2 separate regions of the Sus scrofa genome follow, and region 1 is linked to region 2. The links are chromatin contacts, called in public promoter capture Hi-C maps. All regions are on one chromosome and are shown on one strand. Each heading gives the region's core, a stretch centred on a gene start, on an enhancer-like site or on the middle of the called end of the contact. The rest is flanking DNA. Distances are from core to core; before and after follow the strand shown. Region 1 holds the start of ATG16L1 (autophagy related 16 like 1). Region 2 holds the start of EIF4E2 (eukaryotic translation initiation factor 4E family member 2).

Region 1 (6,622 bases), core at 1,621-4,120, 590 kb after region 2:
CCTAGAAAAGGCAAAAAGACAAAAAAAAAAAAAAAAAAAAGTGCTAACAGTAGGTAAAAACAACCTTACTGAGTAGGTTGTTGGAGGATTCAGAGTTACACTATGTGAAATATTCAGAAGAGCACATGGCCCATGCTGTTGTAGAAGGGTTCCTCCTTGTTGGTTTCTCTCCCACAGGTGCAAGTGCTCTGCTGAAGAAAGGGTTTTATCAACAAACCTACGTTCGTTTCTGTAACTTTCTCTCTCATGTGTCGTACATGTATAATGCACAACAATTAGAAAATGCACATAAGGGAGTTCCTGTTGTGGCACAGTGGTTAATGAATCCAACTAGGAACCATAAGGTTGCGGGTTCGATCCCTACCCTCGATTAGTGGGTTAAGGCCTTGCTCAGTGGGCTAAGGATCTGCTGTTGCCGTGAGCTGAGGGATCCAGATGCGTCTTGGATCCCGCATTGCTGTGGCTCTGGTGTAGGCCAACAGCTGTAGCTCTGATTAGACCCCTAGCCTGGGAACCTCCATATGCCACAGGAGTGGCCCTAGAAAAGGCAAAAAGACAGAAAAAAATGCACATAAGATATAGAAAATACATACAATAAAAGGACACCAGAGTGTCTCTGCTACTGCCCAGAGATACTCCTATTTCCACAAATTCCATTCATTAATTAACAACATTTACCGAGCGTCTAATATATGAAAGGCTTCATGCTCCTGCCAGAGATAAAACGATAAGCAAAGACAGACACAACTCTTGCCACATAGTTTAGAGTCTGTGACGGAGAGACATGCCTTAAGCGAGTAAGGATAAAATACATGCAAAGCTGCTACTGTGATAAATGCTATAAGCAGAGAGGTACACATGTAATAGGGAGACTGAGCTAGTCGTGAAGGTCTGTTATTTGAAGGTTACGAGGAAGTGACTAGTGAGCTGAGAATTAACTCACAGAAATTAACTCAGAGAAGTCAGAAGGGAAGCATTTGCCCAACAGAAGCACAGTGAAGCCAAAGGTACTGCGTGGTGAGCAGAAAGGGGGTGGGGAGCCACAGTGTACACCAGACAAAGCTGGCCAGTTACGGAAGGGGCAGAACTAGAGTTTAGTATCCTTAGTTTAGAAATTATATTCTCCATTCATTCAACAAAATTTTGCCTATGAGGAGCCAGAGACACAGAAATTTCTACGTAAACTACATTGCTACCATATACTCCTATTATGAACTTTTTTTGAACAATAAATACACAGCAGTTTAACCCTTACTGGTGGAAATATATACAGATTGGTCCCCGCTCTCCGTTATTATTAACAACGTTGTGTCAAAGATTTCTCTGTGCGGGCATTTGTCCAAATATCTGTTTGCATAACTTCCTGTAAGGAAATCTGCTGGTTCTGCAAATTTGTGAACATGCTTAATCATAATCTTGTCTGGGGAATTAGCATAGTCAACTCTCAAGACCTGATGCAAGGCTCTTTTGAGGATGGTACCACTAGTATACTCTCAGTGACTTTCAGAAACTGCCTTTTCATTTTCCTCGGGGTGTGAGGAAGTCCCTTCTATTTCTGATCCCCGTGGGTCTTTCCCACAAATTCAGCTCACTCACCACTGGCTGCCAACAAAATATCTTTACAGCTCTAGGAGGCTGACTGTCCTACTCCCAGGCTCCACAGAAGATGAAAGGCTTTCTTATCTGTCTGTGAAGGATCTTCCTCTGGACTTGAGACACATGGAAAGAGAAGGCAGTTTCTGACATTCCTTTCCTCTCTTCTGCCTCCTACTTTGTTAATGAAGCAGATCTATTTTCATGAAGTAAATTCACTAACTTGCTGAAAGCAGATGGAGCTCAGATGATTCTATTACAGACCAAGGTTTTCCATTCTGAGTTGACAGATGCTATCATCTCCTGAGTCTGTGTCTTCTACCTCCCACTTCCATCTACTGGCTAATGGGCCTTTTCCTATTTCACGGTCCTTTTTGTATCCCAACCCTTAAATTACTTTCTAAGGATCCAGTCACTGTTAGGTCATAGGTAATTTCTAGGCTTCTAGTGATTAACATGGCTGCTCTGGTCACATCTTTCTTTAGCTGTTCTTTGCATTCCATTTCTTCACTGTAAATAAAAACTTGTTTCCCGGGTCAATGAGACGCTCTTGATAAAGCAACCAAACGTTGGATAGAACTCTGAAGGATATCAAGTCTAGGTATAAAGTTAGGCTTACCACGTACAGGCACAGTGTGAACTGTACTATAGAGGTAATTACTTTTAATCCTCATGACAACTCCGTGAGGTGGGTATCTTTCCTTCCCGCTTTAGGGAACTTCCCCATTTTACAAACTGGGAAACCTTAGGGAGGCTTAGGGAGGTTGTCACTATCTATGGTCGGGCAGCTACGATATGGGGAGTTTACAACTCCTGGTACAGTGGATAGAGAAAACGGAGACAGGCCAAGAAAGAAAATACAAAACAAAGAAAAGCAAGAGAAACAGCAGGTGGACAGAAACTGCCCTTTAACTGTTTCCTTCTCCCGCCCCCAACCCCGCAGGACAGAGCCTCCAACGTGGTCGGCACGCCTCCTAGCGGCCGCACCTCTACCACCGACACTTCCGGCCCCGGGATGGTGTCATTAGCGAGCGCCCGACAGGTGCGTGCGTGCGGCGTAAGACGTCGGGTGAGGAGGCGGTCCTTCCGGCCCAGTTCAAAGCTATTTCCGTCAGGGATCGGAAGTCCGTCCCGGATGGCATCGTCGGCGGCCTGCGCGCGGAGCTGAGTGCTGGGGCTGCAGGCCTCCAGCGCGCGCTGGCTGCCTCATGGTGCGGGCCCCGGCCGCCTGCTCCCGCTTGGCTATTCGGCGCTGAGGCGCCAGGGCAGCGGGCGATATGTCGTCGAGCCTCCGCGCCGCGGTCTTCCCTCGGTGGAAGCGCCACATCTCGGAGGAGCTGAGGCGCCGGGACCGGCTGCAGAGGCAGGCGTTCGAAGAGATCATCCTGCAGTGTGAGCGGCGGGCGGGCCCGGGGGCAGGCGGTGGACTCCGCCGAGGCACGCGGGGCGCTAGTGGGAACCGGAGGCCGAGCCCCCCGCGCCGCCCGCGGGCCTTTTTAGATCTTTTTCGCTCTTCACTTTTATCTTTGGGTGTGACTGCGGAGGCTCTCGCTACCGCATCGGGTATTCGTCACGGGCAGGCACCGTTCACGTTTCTGCTGGTAAATCCCAAGTGCACACAGCGCTTGTGTAGTTAAATAGCCAGGTTCCAGAAACATCCTGTTCCGGGCATCGCGTTACTGAAACAGTTACAGACTTTAGGCATTCACTCGCGCCATTATCGTCATCTTCTCAGTGCAGTGAAATGCTCGCCTTGCATTTCTCAGACCTGTTCTTCACCTCGATGTTCTTTGATTTTAAAATATTTAGAGTCTTTTAACGTATTTTTCAGTTGGGACATCATAGTCTTTACCGTTATTGAAAATTTCTGTATGAAAGAGGTGGCTCACACCCACCCCCGCTGCTGCAATTCGAGTACAGAAGTGTTTGTGCCCTTAGATACCTTCTAATGAGCATTTCCTTGCCCCACTTCCTCCCCCCATTTTTTTTTTTTTTTTTTTAACCAGAACTAATGACACACTTCGGGGAAGAAACAAGCATTCTTCTGACCTATTGTTTTGTCTTCCTCTTGAAGTAAGCCTGCAAGCCTCAAATTATGTTGATGATGGGATTCAAGTACTATTGTTGTCCTTTATTGAATTCTGATTATACTAGATTTGTGGTTCCTGAATGTATGGGCACATGAGAATCAGGTGGGGACTTTTTTTTTTTTTTTTTCATTACAAAGCCCAGACCACACCCTAGGCCAGCTGAACTGCAGTGTTAGAGAGTGGGACACAGGATTCAGGATTTTTGATGCTCCCCAAGTGATTCTAATATGCAGGCAAATTTAAGTGCTATGGTAAATAGTTGGCATGTATCGTTTCACTTGGTCTTTCCAAAAATTCTCTGAGGCAGATCCTATTATTGCCCTTTTTCCAAAGAGGAAACTGAGACTGTGGGAGATTAGGTAATGTTTCTGGGAAGGTACAGCGGATAAATGGTAGGTCCTGGTTGGGCACACAGTCTCAGTGGCTTCTTTTTTGCATTTGCTTTTCTCTCTTCATCCCCTAAGAAGTAGCTTTCCTTGCTTTTGCCAAGCCCCTCCTCTTAACTAGGATGTGGAGAAAAGGGTGGCTGTGCCACTCTTGTGCTAATTCCTTACAGTCTGAGAAGCCCCAGCCGCCCAGTGCTGTTTCGGAAAAGCCGAAAGCACAGGAAACGCCTTCCTCAAATGGGATTCCGTCTTGGGTCACATGAATTCAAGTCATCAGGTGTTTTAGCAAATGCTTGTTCTCTAAAAGGTAATACACATTGCAAGTCAAATTGGGCTGGAGGTCTGACTGCATTCCCTTCACTCACCTGAGGCTGGTTTGCTGGCACCCATGAAACAGGGGTGCAGCGTGCTCTGCCTGCTTCATAAATACAGTGCTGTGCGTCCAAGTGCTGTGAAGCCATGGACATAATTGTCTATAAACGGAAGGTGCCTATAATTACATTGACGATTGAATGTTTTTCTGCGCGTTGGAAGTAGACGTCTTAAAGGGGGTGTAGGGTCTGGGAGAAAGGTCAGAAGGACAGATGGGTCTGGAGAGGGAATGCAGCTTCAGACAGCAGATGTGAGTCACGCACGTCAGAGGGGCCTGCGGAGGGGAGGAGCCTGGGATGAGGGCTAAGAGGGCTAGACGGCCTCTGCCCATGGAAAATCTTCAGTGTCGGTTGTGGGGGGAGCTGGCATTCGGGGGGTCACTTCTGGTTTGACTGTGGAACAGCCCGCCTCTTCACTGCCCGCCTCCCAAGGCTGTCGGAGTTTCCTGTTCTGTCCCTCCCTCTGAGCTGGAGCAGAAAGATAAAAAGAAGGGACAGGGACAGCAAGCCTCTCCCCCCCACCTCCATCTTTCTCTTTCGTGAGAGGAACTTTTAGGAAGAATCCCTCTTGGATACCCCAGGTCCTTTGAAAGGCCTGCTGTTACTGGGCACCGCTGTGACGTTTCAAAGATCTTACCAGGGACTGTTGACACTGAAGCACATCCAGGGCCGGATTCACTTCCCTGCTCTGCTGAACTAAGTTACTAAATTAATGTAGATGAAGGTAGTGTTTCTGTCTCTTTCTGCCCAGAATGTTTCTTTTTTCTTTTTTTAAGATGGCCCTGCGGCACACTGAAGTTCACGGGCCAGGGATTGAATCCAAACCACAGGTGCAGCAATGCTGGATCCTTTCACCCACTGTGCTGGGCTAAGGATCGAACCCTCAACAGCGACCCGAGCCACTGCAGTCAGATTCTTAACCCAAATCTTAATACCTGGGATTTGTTTCATCTTCCCCAGGTAGCTGGCCACAGTGGGAACTCCCCAGTTTTCATTTTCTGATATCAAGAAGTAGGACTCCACCCTCTAAGAGGAAGGATAAGCTCTTCTAGCAGGAAGAGTCACTAGCATAAACCCTGCCAGATGTGTAGAGCAGCTTGAATCTCAGACGTTTGGGATTTGAGGCGGCCCCCATCAGGTGTAGGCATTCCGTAAGTTTCCCACGGTCCCTTTCTTGTTCTGCTTAGTGCCTCCCCCCACCTGTGATCTTGCTGGCCCCCTATGTGCATGTCATTGCTAGCCCTGCCTTTTCTTTTGAAATCCTGCACTGTGTCCCCTGTCACATTTATTACGCTCAGAGAATTCATTTCCCCCCAGCCCTTTGCTCTGACATTCCCAGGCAAGTTAGGATCTTGTGCCCAGTTGGCTGAACAGGAAACCTCAGAATTCTGTGTTTGACTTCTTACTAATCAATATCTGTTCACGTCACTGCCTGCTTTTAAAATTTGGTTTCAGCATTGCCAGTAAGAAAAAGTCTAAGTTTCTCATCCTGGCTTTCATGTGTTGGCACTGACTTTTTTATCTCTAGCCACTTACGAGACAACTCTTTAGACCTTCTGCCTGGACCATCAGTCATTCTCACCTGTGAAACCATCTGAGAAATGAGTGAAAAACTCACTCTTCTTTTTTATGCTTGACCTCCCCACCCCACCCCCATATCACATTTCCTTAGCTCCCCGAAGTCAGGGCTCTGGTTTGTATTTGTATCCTTAGTGCCCTGATCTAAAAATTAAAATCCCCAGATATTCTCCCCTATTACTGAGAGGTGCATCGTGCTTCCTTTTTCCATTGTGTTTTGGTTGGTTGATTTGTCTCCTCTTCCCCAGGTAGGTAGGTAGCAGTGGGAGTAGAAAGCATTGTTGAGGGGAGGGGAGGTGTTTTGGGAGTGATTTTCCACAGGTTCCTTGGGCTGGGCTCTCTATGCTTGGGCCATAAAAGGTGTGTGTGCTTCTGGAGTTCGGACAGTTGCTACAATCTGTGACAAAGTGCAGTGCCTGGTACTTTGAAACCCGATAACGGTGTAGCCTACCCTGTCGTCTTCTGGATTTTTTCCAAATCTTTATGAGATATTAAGTAGTAATAAAGCATACATAGATTATAATAATTGTTCTTTTCTTCGATAGATAACAAGTTGCTGGAAAAGTCCGATCTTCATTCAGTGCTGGCCCATAAGCTACAAGCT
Region 2 (6,930 bases), core at 67-2,566:
GTTCTAGCATCTTTTTCCATGGTTAAAGTAAGAGCTCCTCATAGCATCATGGAAAAGCAAGAGTCACTATTCCCCCGTGTTTGGCCTGGGCAAACTGGGACCCAGAGTGAGGGGCTTCCCAGACCAGTGGTGGCTAAATAAGGTTTGGAGTCCAGAATTCCCAACTCTGACCCAATCGTCAACACTCCGAGAAAGTTCGATGGCCTAGAAAACAGACACTTCCTTCTTCTCTTCTCACAGGCCAGGGCATGTATTTGCACTGGTCCCAAAGGAGGGGTCGAGCTAGGCAGGGAGGCAGGAAGGCAGGGAGGCGACCCTGACCAGTCTCCCTTTGCCCCTCTCAGGAAACATGGCCAGCTGGTCTTTCTGAGGGAGAAGACTCTGCTTTGAGAGTATAGCTGGGGCCTGAGTTCTGGTGGTGACGACTTGGGCAAGTCATTTGTGTTCCCTCAGCCTATTTCTTCATCTATAAATACGGGCACAGGTGTCAGTTCCTCTCTACCCTCATCACAAGATCAAAGGTGCAGTGAAAGTGACTAAAAAGTGTTAAAGTGTCACATAAAGACCTGATAATGGAGAGGGGAGAGGACCCCGGAAATAACCCCCTCCCCCACGTGGAGGGTTGCTGGCTTTGGGAATCAGTCACCACAAACTCATCTCATTTACTCCAGTGTGTGTGTGTGCGCGCCCGCTGTGCATCTGAAGCAGGGGCTTAGATCTGGCAGGCAACTGGAGGATGGTGGACCATCCCTGGTTCCTGTATGCCTCTTACTAGCTTAGTCACCTGGTATTGGTCCCTCAATCTCTGACTGCTTCAGAAAGCGGAGATTAGCTCTGTAGCTCCTGGCAGAAATAAGCAACGATTAACAACAGCTATCGCTTATGAGGGGCACCTGTCTACCGCCTACCACTGACGGTCCCGTTCAATCCACACGCCAACCTGAAGAGGCGGATACTTTCAGTACAGGATCGCCAGTACCGTGCAGCCGCCCTGGGGGTGGAGTCGGGATCTGTACCAAAGCCATGGGTCCAGAGCCTGCGCCGCCGCCGACTCGGCGCTGTATTTCTCCGAACCTGCCCGGAGAAGGGCTCAGGACGCGCTCCCCTGGGCAGGGCGGGCGGCGGCAACCCAACAGAAACACAGCTCAGGCCCGCAGGCCGCCGGGTCCCCCAAACCCAGCGCCGCGGCGCAGCGGCCGGGGGCCGGCGTCCTGGGATACGCGCTCCCACCTGGCCGGCGCAAAGACGTTCCGCCGCGTCCCGCGCAACCGGAAGTGGCCGGACCCGAGGCGGAGGGACCTGGCGGAGCGGAAGTCACTCCGTGAGGCAGTGGCGACGGCGGCGGCGAGAGGATGAACAACAAGTTCGACGCGTGAGTGCCGCGTGGCCGACCCCCGGGGCCCCTTCCCCCAACCGCTCCCCGCGCCCGCCCCCGCCGGGACCGCGGCAGGCGCAAACTGCGGCACCGGCTCCCCTCCCTCGCTGGGGCTGCGGGCTGGCCCGGCCTGCGCGGCCGGCGGGGAAAGGGGGTTTGGGGACGTGGGATGCCGGGGTGTCGGGGGGTCCCAGGGTCATACGGACCGAGGACGACGTGCGGGGCGGGGGGGGGGAGGAGGTGGCCGTGCCGCCCGGAAGGGGATTTTTGGACGCCCAGCGCGGCGGGTGCAGGTTGCCCGCGGCGTGGAGGGGCGGAGACCTCGGTGGTTTGGGTGTTTCCGCAGCCTGTCTCCCTTGGCTCTGAATCCAGCTTTCCGCACACACTCACGGTGGCCTAGCGAGGTCCCGTCTCCTGTCTGTGTTCTCACTTGCAAAGTGGGCACGGTAACAGAGCCCATGTGGGAGAGTTGCAAAGATGCGGTGAGGTAATGTGGCTGCCGCGCTCAGCGCAGTGGCTGCTCAGTTACGGAATTCTCCTCGTCTTGCTGAGACTCCTTCCTGCTTCCTTTCTCCTCCCCCTCCTTTCCCCGTCTTCCAACACACTCCAAACAAGGGCGCCTCAGTTTCTTGCCCAGCGAGTTCACTTGTTTTTACCCTTCCTTTGCAGCTCTGTGCATATCTCATACGATTTCTAGTTCCAGCATCAAATAATTTGGAGGCGCAGGAAGGAAATGCAGTTATTTTTGCATATTTTCCTCCAGCGATTGTTATCACGGGATAGATTATGTTCTTAGCTGTCTTTTAATCGGCTAGTAACTCTATCTTCTCTTCCCAAGACCTAGATTTCCAGTCCCAGACCCACCAGTCACCAGTTATTTGACGGCAGAAAAGTTACCCGGTTTCTGAGCCACTGTTACCCAAACCACATTAGTGGTTAGTGCCCTGTTGCCACACTGAATGTGATATGGATCAGATCACATCCAGCCGTGCTTAAGGTACTTTGTAAACTGACAGGGAGATATAAATGTAAACTGAAATTACTCTTAGTTGAGGTTGCCACTCACTGTTGCTGATGGGAAATTTTGAGTTTTTCCAGTACAGTGAGTGCTGGTGGATAATTCAGAGGTCCTGGATTCCAGCCCTCCTGGTAACTCTTCAGGCATGTTTCTTGGTTGCTGAGCGGACTCTTGCTGAAACAACATTCCTTTTTGATTTTTTTGGTTTTGGGGTTTATTTAAACAAACAAATGCTTGCTTGCTTGCTTGCTTGTTTAGGGCCATACCCCAGGCATAATGGAAGTTCCCAGGCTAGGGGTCAAATTGGAGCTGTAGCTGCCGGCCTCCACCACAGCCACAGCAATGTGGGACCCGAGCCATGTCCATGAGCTACATCACAGTTCACGGCAATGCCAGATTCTTAACTCACTGAGCAAGGCCAGGGATCGAACCTGTGTCCTCATGGATGCTAGTCAAATTCATTTCGGCTGAGCCACAACAGGCACTCCCCCACACTCTTTTTTGGATGGGACTTGAACCCAGCCAGAACTCAGAATGGGACTTGCATCCACAATCCCCAGCTTAGCGGGGGACTCAAACCCACTTTTATTGTCTTTTTAGGGCCACACCCATGGCATATGGAGGTTCCCAGGCTAGGGTTCAAATTGGAACTGTAGCTGCTGGCCTACACCACAGCCACAGCAACACCAGATCCGAGCCATGTCTGTGACCTACACCACAGTTCACAGGAAGGCCAGATCCATAACCCACTGAGTGAGGCCAGGAATTGAACCTGCATCCTCATGGATGCTAGTCAGATTCATTTCTGACGAGCAACAACAGGAACTCCTCAAACCCACTTTTAATTGAAACCACTCACCTGGTGTCAGGACATACTGAAGCTCAGGTCAAGAGGCAAAATGATAGACAAGGGTGATTTATTACCACCGGATGCTTGTGAGAGAGAAGCGGGCAGGCCAGGGAGTGCAGTCCCAAAGGAAAGAGGGCTCTGTTTTTATAATCAAAAGAAAAAGTGGGTCCTCATTTTTGGATAGATGTCAAGGATCACATCATTAAATCCTCCTCTGGCCCTCTGTGGTCTAACCAGAACTGTTCCCACCGTGGCTCAGCAGGTTACCAACCCAACTAGTATCCATGAGGATGCGGGTTGGATCCCTGGCCCTGCTCAGCAGGTTAAGGATCTGGTGTTGCTGTGAGCTGTGGTGTAGGTCACAGACGTAGCTCAGATCCCGAGTTGCTGTGGCTGTGACCTGCAGCTGCAGCTCCAATTTGATGCCTGGCCTGGGAACGTCCATATTCCACAGATGGGTCCCTAAAAAGCAAAAAAAAAAGAAGAAAAATGGCAATAACGGCTTCCACATGCGTTGCTACTTTTCGTATATTATTTCTGTGTCTGCTAACAACCCTCTAAAGCAGATTTTGTTAACCTCCTTTATAGATAAGGAAAACGAGACTCTCTGAGATTAAATAACTTGCCTGCAACAAGAAGGGCCATATGGTGGGATTCAAACTCAGGTTTGTTTAATGTTGGTTCAAGTACCTCTTGACGAAAACTAACTTTGATCGTTTTTAATTAGTTTTAGTTATTAGCTATTTGTATGCTGAGCCAGATTTTTAAAATATCTGTTTTCTAGCTCTGCAGGAAGCAAAACTGTCTTCCATTTAATTAGCACCTGAGAACAACACCCCTGCCCTTAGTTTTGTTTTTGTTGTTTTTGGTTTTTATGCGAAAGAGTGCAGTTTTTAGGCTACTGCCTTGTATTTGGCCTCTGCACCCTTCACCACATGGCTCCTAAGGATGTGTTCCAGTTTGCCAGAATCCTGATCCAGTGCCTGGATTGAGTACTGTAGTCTAATCCGGTGGGTTTAGATTAAAGATGAGCTCTAGGCTCCCTTTTTGTGAGACTTTCCAGCTTCGTAACCTAAATGCCCCCCCACCCCCAGTCCTGAGCTCCCACTGGCCTTGATCCTGTTCATATGCAGAACCCCAAGAAGCCTTCACTGTACTTCAGTCCCTAAGGTATTGAGCTGGGTTTTTAAATTTAGATGCCATATTTGATTTCGTACCTGTTCTTTCTCCATTAGCTTTGGCTCATCTTTTTCTTCCTTTTTAAACATTTTTTTGGCCTTGTTTGTCGCATGTGGGAGTTCCTGGGCCAGGCATTGAACCCCAGCCACAGTAGTGACAATGCTGAATCCTTAACCACTAGGCCACCGAGGAACTCCAAGCTTTGGCTCATTCTTAACTGTTGTCTGAACAACTTGTTTGATGCGCATCCTCTTCTGCCTTGTGCTGCTTTGATTTTAGAAGTCCATTCGGAGTTCCCATCGTGGCGCAGAGGTTAATGAATCCGACTAGGAACCATGAGGTTGCGGGTTCGGCCCCTGCCCTTGCTCAGTGGGTTAAGGATCTGGCGTTGCCGTGAGCTGTGGTGTGGGTTGCAGACGCGGCTCGGATCCCGAGTTGCTGTGGCTCTGGCGTAGGCCTGTGGCTACAGCTCCGATTCGACCCCTAGCCTGGGAACCTCCATATGCCGCGGGAGCGGCCCAAGAAATAGCAAAAAGACTAAATAAATAAATAAATAAATAATTAAAAAAAAAGAAGTCTATTCACTAAACATGTGTGATTTCTCCCACTGCCTGATGCTGGACGTGTAAAGATGGATTAGACCACGTTCCTACCTGCAGTGAATTGTCTAGTCAGAGTACGGGGGTATACCTGGTGAGCTCATTAGGTGCCACTCAGTCTGGACAGCCTTAGATACTAATTGCTGCCTGAGGCTGTGGAGCACTGATTTTTCCCTGTGGATTTTATCATTGCTCTCATCCAGCCTCAAGCTGGGAGGAATGGCCTCCGGAAGATAGGATGCAAATGACTTGCCCTAAGTATAGACTCGGTGTAGAGTGGTTGCTTAGCTCCCCTCTCAAGAAATAGCAGCATAAGATGAAGATCCATTGGGGTTTGCATTTACTATCTTAGGAATCGTAGGAGGGAGTTGGGAGATGGGGTCTAGAGAATCACAATAGCATTCTTTCTTGTCTGGCAAAATTGTTTTTCTTTCTTTTTTTTTCTGTTAATGGTGGTTTATCTCAAAAGCAATAAAAAGAAAGGAAGACACATGCTTTCCTTGTGACTGACAGAAGGCGAGATGCTAGGTGATGTGCCCTCCTCAGCCGGGGTGAAGAGGAGCGGACCCCAGCGGATATGGTGGGGGGTTGGGAGCTGAGAAGAGAGAAGTGGTTTGAGCCCCTGGGGTCCACCCTAAAGAAGAGAATTAGCTGTTTGGGGCCTAAGCAGTAGAAAAACTCATGAGATGTTTGCAATCAGGGGACCAAAAAAACTGGCCATGAGCATCGCTGGGACAAGTACAGGCATTTATGTGGGGATGCTCTGAAGAGGGGCTCCCAACTCAGAGAGATGGGGAAATATTTTCAGGACAGGGTGGCTTTTAGTCTGCGTCTTAGAGGACAGGTTAAGTGGGCAAGAGGAGCTGTCTGAGGAGAGACAGGTGACAGCATAGCAGGGTGAGGTCGGGACTGCAGGTGGTCAATAATCACTGGAGGTGTTCTCTGGTCTCTGATACACACCGTGTGCTTCTGAAGGTTGGGGACCTGCTTGCTGGACAGGCTCCTTCCGAGAAGGAGACCTGCCCAGCTCAAGTTTCATAAAGGGGAAGGGGTGTCGTGAGCACCATTAGGTAGGCCTCCCAGGAGGCAGGGAGGCTGCTCTCGGCCCTGGAGATGGCAGCATCACAAGCAGAACCCTCCTCCTTCCTCCCCACTCTGCCCATCTGCTCCCTGCCCTTCACCCCTACCGGCTTTCTCTGCCTTTGCGTGTTGTCTTTATTTTCTCAGGGCTTTTCTTATATGAGACTTAGATGAGTGCCTCAGCTCCTGAATCGGTGTGATCTTTCATGTCCTGGATGAACAATTGAGGGAGGAATCGACTCATAATTTTGAGCAAGACCCTGAGCCATTGGTTATTGGCCAGGCTGGGCTACCCTTTGGCCAGGAGCCCTTCATAGGCATGTCTTGGCCTGGGTAAGGATGGCAGTGGTCTCGGTGCGTGACCTCCAGAGTGTGTCCTACACCAAGGGCAGTGAAGTGGGCAGAGCAGACGTCCCAGCAGGCGCCCAGCTCATCCATTTGGACATTGGAGCACTTTTTTATGCAGTAGGCACTTGGGATTCGTGGGCAGACAGACAAAGGGCCGGGTACTTTGCACCAGACGCTTCTGCATCCCCGTGTGGCGATGCAGGCAAACCTGCTTTCACTGCCCTTCACAGATACTGCATTTTTTTTCAAAAATTGAAGGTTTATAGAAATCCCATGTTATTGGATGATCATTAGCATTTTTTATCGATAAAGGATTTTTTTAATTAAAATACGTCCTTTTTTTTTTTTTTTTTTTTTTTTTTTTTTTTTTGTCTTTTTGCCTCTTTTTGTCTGTTGTTGTTGTTGTTGCTGTTGTTGCTATTTCTTGGGCCGCTCCCGCGGCATATGGGGGTTCCCAGGCTAGGGGCTGAATCGGAGCTGT

The links. Promoter capture Hi-C pulls out the DNA fragments that hold promoters and counts their contacts.
Region 1: a contact with region 2 is called in a promoter capture Hi-C map of fetal liver, with 4 times the contacts expected there. The contact joins the promoter of ATG16L1 here to the promoter of EIF4E2 in region 2. A contact is called at or near these places in 3 of 5 promoter capture datasets (fetal liver, fetal skeletal muscle and liver), 7 of 47 Hi-C or Micro-C datasets (embryonic fibroblasts, epiblast stem cells, heart right ventricle and 3 more) and 1 of 2 datasets of contacts at active chromatin or transcription factors (alveolar macrophages).

What each region holds. Positions count from the first base shown.
Region 1 is chr15:133,648,594-133,655,215 of Sscrofa11.1, forward strand. ATG16L1 (autophagy related 16 like 1) reads left to right here and starts at 2,871. Exons shown (of 17, transcript NM_001190273.1): 1 at 2,871-2,985; 2 at 6,564-6,622. The coding sequence starts at 2,871.
Region 2 is chr15:133,058,964-133,065,893 of Sscrofa11.1, forward strand. It overlaps EIF4E2 (eukaryotic translation initiation factor 4E family member 2), which reads left to right and starts at 1,317. Exons shown (of 7, transcript NM_001100191.2): 1 at 1,317-1,372. The coding sequence starts at 1,353. It overlaps CHRNG (acetylcholine receptor subunit gamma), which reads left to right. Exons shown (of 12, transcript XM_003133731.3): 12 at 1-972.